2 separate regions of the Arachis hypogaea genome follow, and region 2 is linked to region 1. Evidence: chromatin contacts called from public Hi-C data. All regions are on one chromosome and are shown on one strand. The core of a region is the stretch at or near the end of the contact, and the rest is flanking DNA. Distances in the headings are between cores, read along the strand shown.

Evidence for each region. Hi-C and Micro-C count contacts between places; a contact is called where the count stands out from the background.
Region 2: a contact with region 1 is called in a Hi-C map of an unstated tissue, with 4 times the contacts expected there. The contact joins the promoter of LOC112800873 here to the promoter of LOC112800871 in region 1. A contact is called at or near these places in 3 of 8 Hi-C or Micro-C datasets (leaf and an unstated tissue).

The regions. Positions count from the first base shown.
Region 1 is chr5:13,444,186-13,448,156 of arahy.Tifrunner.gnm2.J5K5, reverse strand. LOC112800871 (protein cornichon homolog 4) reads left to right here and starts at 1,762. Exons shown (of 6, transcript XM_072236724.1): 1 at 1,762-1,902; 2 at 2,872-3,033; 3 at 3,104-3,285; 4 at 3,369-3,491; 5 at 3,582-3,651. The coding sequence starts at 2,962. The coding sequence ends at 3,606.
Region 2 is chr5:13,574,481-13,577,905 of arahy.Tifrunner.gnm2.J5K5, reverse strand. It overlaps LOC112800873, which reads left to right and starts at 1,882. Exons shown (of 3, transcript XR_003818469.2): 1 at 1,882-2,575; 2 at 2,671-2,961. TRNAK-CUU (transfer RNA lysine (anticodon CUU)) reads right to left here and starts at 558; the gene lies at 486-558.

The DNA.
Region 1 (3,971 bases), core at 513-3,012:
GCACGCAGAACCCCCTCCCTGTGTTGCTACCGCTGCTGCGTCGCGCCTTAGTTGCACTGCTCGGAATGTGTGCAGTGGTTCGCGTCTGTGCCCCTGCCGCAGCCTCCCCCCGACGATCCTCTGAGCAGTGTCGGTGTCCTCCGCAATCAATCCCCGTCGCTGCAACACGCGCTTTGCATGTACAATTTTCTCCTCCGCAGGACCACTGCGGCACCTTCCCCCTTGCGAACTGCATCGTCGCCATCCACCGCAGCGCGCTCTCTCTATCTCGTTTCTACCTTCTCAATTCGATCAAAGACACATCTATTAGAAAACGCATGTATAAGGAGACACATCCATGAGACACATTCACAAAGGCACTTCCATTAGACACAGTCATAAAAAAGACACTTCCATTAGACATATTCACGAAGACACTTCTGTTAAATACAACCATAAATAAGAGTTGGAAAAAATTGGTAGAATCTTTATTGGTTACATGACGAGATTGTTTGGAATAATCTTCCTAAAGATAGTTAGCATCTTAGTTGATGATGGACAAAAAATTACTTTATCCCAACTAGTTTGTATTTAAATTTTTTCTTTCGAACTTAAACCCCGTTTTAATACCAAATTTTTTTGATTTGGATCCTCTAAAGTTTGAATTTCACTTTATAGAGTAAAGTGTGATCTCTCACCATTAATTTCATAGGTGAAGCCAAAAATAAATATGAAAGAGAAACTATTCAAGAATAGAAGATCACATCTTATTATCTAAAGTGAATTTCAAATTTTAGAGGATCCAAATCCAATTTTTTTTATATAAAATTAATAATTAAAAATTATTAAATAATAATTTAGATAAATTTTTTAAATTATTTAATTATTTTTAACTATCAAACTTTTCATTAAATTAATTACCCACCTGAATTTCTTCCCACTAGAGAGTGAGTAGCATATGTCATGTGATAGTGATTCTGATGTGGGCAATCAGCAACGTGATCGAGGCTGCCTCCACATATTCCCAACAAAAGTTAAAAACCAAGGCACCTTCCAAGAAGTTTCGTGCTTCTTCCTAGTCCCTTCTCCCATATAACACAAAAGTCACATCATTCTCACGTTCACTTCAACAACAGACACACACTCCTAACTCTCATTACGTGCAATCAACTAAAATCTCTCTCTCTCTCTCTCTCTCTCTCTCTCTCTCTCTCTCTCTCTCTCTCTCTCTCAAAAGAAATGGGTGGATCGGTGTCAAGTCCTGGTGGGAGCCTGAAGAAGAGTGAGTGTGGTGTTGGGCCAACGAAAATGCTACTAAAGGTGACCGTGGAGAATAGCTTGGGAGCAATTCAGGTGCTGATGCGCCCCGAAGACACCGTCGCCGATTTGATTAAGGCAGCCTTGTCCATTTATGCCTACGAGAAGAGAAGGCCACCCTTGAAGGACACTCCTCCTCACTCCTACGACCTTCACTACTCTCCCTTCACCCTCCAAAGTACGTTATTTAATTCACCTTCAATCCAATCATCCTATGCTCTACATATATACACCCAACCATTCACTATTGGGCTGGTGCAGGTTTGAATCCAAATGACAAGTTGAAAAACCTCGGTTCAAGGAATTTCTTTCTCTGTTCCAGACCTCCTACCTTTTAATTCTGGCTAATTAACGGACGCCCATTCATTCGTTGATTCATTCTTGCATGCATTTCCCAACAGTTTATTTTAATTATTGCATTCCTTTTTTACGATCATTGTGTATACTAATGTATGTAATCATATTGCAATGTTGGCATGTCGTCATGAAACTATGGACAAAATTCTAGAGAGAGTGCACTTTTCTGTGCTTCCCTTATTTTAAATTATCTTTGTGAGTTTGGTCAAGTTTTGGATACGTGCGTGGAGGTATGTCTGAATACATCAAGTAAGTACTATCTAGTAGTGCAACGTTGAATGGCTTTGTTGTATATATGTGCATTGCTCCTGTCTTACAGAATTTAAAATACAATGTAGGAGTAATTTATTTGAGTGTATGTGTCTATTAGTATAGTCGTCCACACACACTGGCAGAGTCAAATTTTTCATATTTTCTTCAAAATATTTCTTGCAAGCTTTGAATCTCATACTCTCATCACCACCGAATGTAACATCTGGCCATGATTGATTTATTTTTTTGTCCTGTTGTCTTGTCTTATTCTTTGTTCCTTCAACCATTCTATTCTTTTTAATTTTTAAGATTTTTATACATACATGATATCGTTAATATCGTTAATTTCTCAAATAAAAAATTTTAAAAAGAATAAAATTTATTGTTTTTTTGCCAACGATCCTGCATTATCAATTCAATACCTTTAATCTAATAATCCAACAATATATTCTTCATTTACACTTTAACACTTTTAAATATTATTGATCGGCCAAAAAAATTAATAAATTCTTTGAGTTTCTAGCATTCCTCCTTCTCTAATTAGTAATTACTCAACTAAACGCTTTTCAATGCGGTTCATGTATAACAATTTTTGGGACTGAGAGGGGTTAGGAAAATGGTACACGACAATATAACAATACTTTGGCCATGACTACATTATTTGAAATTAACATAGAGATTAATCATATAATTAAAGCTTGTGATGATCTCCGCTTGTATAAAAGTGATTTATTTTAGAAGAAATTAATTATTACCTTACCTAGAATAGCACTTGGGTCAAAGTGTGGCCTTTGATCTAATGTTTATCCACTCAAGGCCAAAAATAAAATTGCAACATATTTTTTAAGGCAGTTATGATAGTAGTGTATTAGTTTGAAATAAGATAGGTTGACCAAAGAGAAACAATAGTAGGAGTGTTTTGTGTATGTTGTTTGATGGGTGGTGTGTTTGTGGGGCGTGGCGTAGATATCTGAGATTGGTGACAGAGACAGAGAGAGCTGAGGTTAGAGGCTGAATGAATCTGAAAATTAAGGAGAAACAGGAGAGAGAAGAGATATGGGTGACATATTAACGTGGCTCATCTCCTTCTTGCTCCTCTTTTCCTTACTGGCCCTCCTCATTTACCAGGTCCATCTCCATCTCTATCTATGAATTCAATCTCCCTCGCTTATGGTTCATATTCATATTTGTGTTGCAGCTAATGTGCCTGGCAGACCTGGAATTCGATTACATAAATGCCTATGACTCCTCTTCTCGAATCAACATGGTGGTCTTACCCGAGTTCATTATTCAGGCTCTCCTTACCTCTTTCTACCTTGTTAACTCCCATTGGATATTGACACTTCTGTCTCTTCCTTACCTCTGCTTCAATCTCCATTTGTCAGTACCTACTTACTTTACTTTCACGTGACATGGCACCTTCTTTTCTTTTTATTTAATGTGTTGGAAATGATATATATCAGATATAGGCAAAGAAAGCATTTAATTGATGTTACAGAGATATTCAACAACCTGTCCTGGGAAAAGAAGCACCGCCTCCTCAAACTCATCTATCTTGTTTTCTCCCTTTTCCTCTCTCTATTTTGGTATACTGACTTATTATCTCAAACAATGCCTCTCTTTTTTGCATTACAATAAAAATGTATATTCTTAATTCAACATTCACTTTGATGCAGGATGATCTACAACTCACTCGATTGAACGATACACTTGTTTGTTTCTTGAAATCCATGCTCCGGAGGATGGGTATGTGTCTATATGTATGTATATGAGTTCAATTCATGAAAATAAGATATAATTATAAGGAAAATCAGTATGAAAATCCTGCATACCTTTCATACTCATTTGATCACATTGGATTTACTCCATTAATTAGTTGCATGATATGGGAAAGTGTTAATAATATCTCGTAGAACTAGCATAGCTAATGTATCTTGGTTTTTCTTTCTGTCTTCTTCGCAAAGTTAAATTAATCAAAATGTATGAGGCTGACGAATCATAGGATCGACTATTGCTATTTAATTGCATGACATGATGACAGAAATAACATCAGTATGTTCCAATCA
Region 2 (3,425 bases), core at 633-3,132, 130 kb before region 1:
AATAAAAAATCCCTTCATATACTATATCGGCATCCATAAGAAGGTTGGAAGGTTTTCCAGTCCCAGTTTCATTATATTCCTGTGTTTGGCAAAGAAAATGGAGAAAAAGTGGCAAGGATACACATACATACATATATTTGGCTTCCATTATTATCCATCCGAAATACCAAAAATGGATAAGAAAAGGGAAGAATGGTTGTACGTTGGGTGAGGAACAGAGGTCTGGTCGCCTACCGAAAGGAAAAGCCCGGGCCCCATCATTACCAATACCATTTACCAAGGAATCCTATCCACGTGTATGGCCAAGGATTGAGAAATATATTTCCAGTGATGCCTTCAAAAAGAAAGCCTTAAAGGCTGAGACCAACAATGAGATACAAAAAGCTCATTTACAATTTCCCCCCGACTTTATAAAAGTGGTTGAATGAAAAGCAAGAATTGGGGGGTGACATTGACATAGAGTAGGAAATAGGAAAAACTTATTTCGCCCACCGTGGGGCTCGAACTCACGACCACAAGGTTAAGAGCCTTGCGCTCTACCGACTGAGCTAGACGGGCTTGTTATAAATTATCTTAGTGATATTTTTTAAGATGATTAATATATTCTATTCTGAAGATTGCTTGTGTATCCGGGTAGGAATAAAGTGTAAGGAGGAAAATACAAAGAGCAAGACCAAGAAACACATGATAAAAATCTCTTAGAAATTCGAATAAGATGTTATCTGAAATGTTATTATACATAAATTTGACAATGGTCATCTGTGTAATTTTTAAAATAGTAGAAAATTACACTTTTTTTTTTTTGCAAAGGTAATAAGAGGAGGGGAATGAAAGTAGAGTATGTGATTGTTTTTACATTTTACTAATGTTTTTGCTTTTTCGTAATAACACTTGTTAAGGAAACAACAAAAAGAAAACTTTTAGTGAAAATTATCATTCTTTTCATTGAAATAATCAGTATGATCTTTTAGTTAATTTCATTAATTAAAAGCAAGTAGTCAGTAGATACTTGTAGCCACATTCAGTTAGCATTTTATAATTGCCATGACAATGGGATGCTATATGACTATCATTACTTGCTCCTTTTTTTTTGTTGGGCGGTATGGTCAGCCCAGAGTAGTTTGTACAGAAAAGAAATGCAATATGATAGAGTTGAGACGTTTGAGGAAACAAACCGGGCTTTTAAGCTTATTTTTCTTTGGGCTTATTCATTTGGTAACGAACGTAAAGAAGTTATAGTTGGATCCATATGGATTGCAGAACATAAAAAGAAACAACATATTGACCCAGTCCTAAAATTTCATGGTTCGCTGGGTTTCTTAGATCCTTAGGCTTTTAGCAAGCCATTTGCTCGTTGGGCATAGAAAAGTATTGGCAGATGATCCACAGCGAAGATATTAGTCGGCAGTGGATATCCTTGAAAAAAAAAAAAACGTTTGTTTGGTTCCTGGGATCCTCTTAGCTAGAAATTAGTCTCCTAGTGTTTGTCTGCATCATTATTATCTTCAAACTAAGGGAACCAGCCTGACCAAAAAAAACTAAGGGAACCAGTGTTTTTAGTAGTAATTGTTTTGCCGCAGTAGGAAGCCTGTCAACAGGTTGGCGACTCATTCATTATTCCAGAATAGTAAATATTTGAGCGTCATCTTCTTGCCCGTACCGCCTAAGAAACCCAATCAAAGTTTATGTTTAATCTTTTTCAGTGAACTGTGAAATTCATTACAATATTTTCACTGTATTTATTCCTTGATTCATTTTCCAAGACCATACATCACCAAAATGAGATAACATTATTTAATCCGCTTCTGTTTCACATAATAAAGGAATTGACCTAAGTAATAAGAAAAGAATATTAAGAGGAGGACGGTCACGGTGTGAGTCGTGTTTGGTTAACTTTTAGGAAAAAAGAGAGAGGAAACGAACGAAGGAAACTATATGAAAGGCATCCATGCATCCCTAAAGGCGAACAAAAGGAGTGTAGGACCCACGCAAGAACAAGAGTACAAGACCCACCAAATAGCTTAGCAGTGCCTGCCCTGCCTTCAAATTCAAAGTGAAGTAGTAGTAAAATTGAAAAAAATAATAAAGAGCTTGACGGTTATTCCTGCCTGGCATAAGTTCCCTCCACACACGCAACCCACGCCCTCAACTTAACTACCATTCTCATATTCTAGCTCCCCTACTTTGTATATAAATCACAAAAACAGTTCTTGAAAACTGATTTTACATTTTTATATTACTCAGGAACCAACTAATTAACAAGTCCCCTTGCATGTTGCGGAGCAGTTCGCGCCGACGATCGCCTGCGATCCGATCCCGGAGAATCAAACCGCCGCATCCCTCGCCGTCGCCATCTCCGTCGTCTCGTCGGAGGTCCAAAAATAAGTCGAGGCCTGATCTCAAGATCTTGAAGCGCTGCTCATCGGCGCCTCTGCTTCTCTCGAGAGGCAGAGACGATTTCTTCGAATATGAGTTGAAGAGCGAAGGGAGCCTTTTCCGCCCTCAAACCTTCTCCGAAGCCTTCGTTTCTTCCCCTTCTCTCTTTGCTTCCTCTCCAATCCTTGTACCTAACAAGGTATATTTGTTCTAAATGAATGCTTTCAGCTTTAATTTCTCGCCAATCTGCTGCAGCTTTTGATATAACCGTTTCGTTTGTGATTATTGTTCCAGATCGATCATCAAATTCTAGTTTGTTATGTGATAATTACAATTATAATAGTGGATAATTATATTGATTTTAGTTACATCAGAGGTATGAGAAGGAAGCTAAGGTGGTGGTTAATGTAACGGTTGAAGGAAGTCCAGGGCCAGTGAGAACCATGGTGAAATTGGGATCCAGTGTGGATGACACAATAAAGCGCGTGATCGATATATATAGAGAAGAAGGCAGGAGCCCCAGCCTCGACCTTGATGCACCTTCATCAACATTCCAATTGCATCAATCCCATTTCAGTCTCCAAAGTAAGTCACTGATTAATAATACTAATAATAAGAAAAAATATAGATTGACAATAAAAATAACAATTGATATATCATATATTCAATTTATTAAGATAATTATGTTAATATTAAAATTTAGATAAATAATTTAAAATGTAGTATATTTTTATTTTATTAAACTAATTTTAGAATTTATTATTTATATTATTTATAAAAATTATTATCTATCTAAGTTTAAATAATATAATATTATTAGCCGAACATATAATACTATAATATAAAATGACATATATTATAGAAGAGCAATGCTAGGGGGCCAGTAATTTTTGTGATTGTTAGCCATCAACTAGCCATCAATGATGATTTGATGGTGTGAGATTGGTGTGAGATTTCATCCAATGGTTCACCTTCTTCTGCTGGTTACATGCTGGCCAAAATTCAACAAAACTGCTGGTCCCCTAGACTTTTCCATTATAGAATTGGCA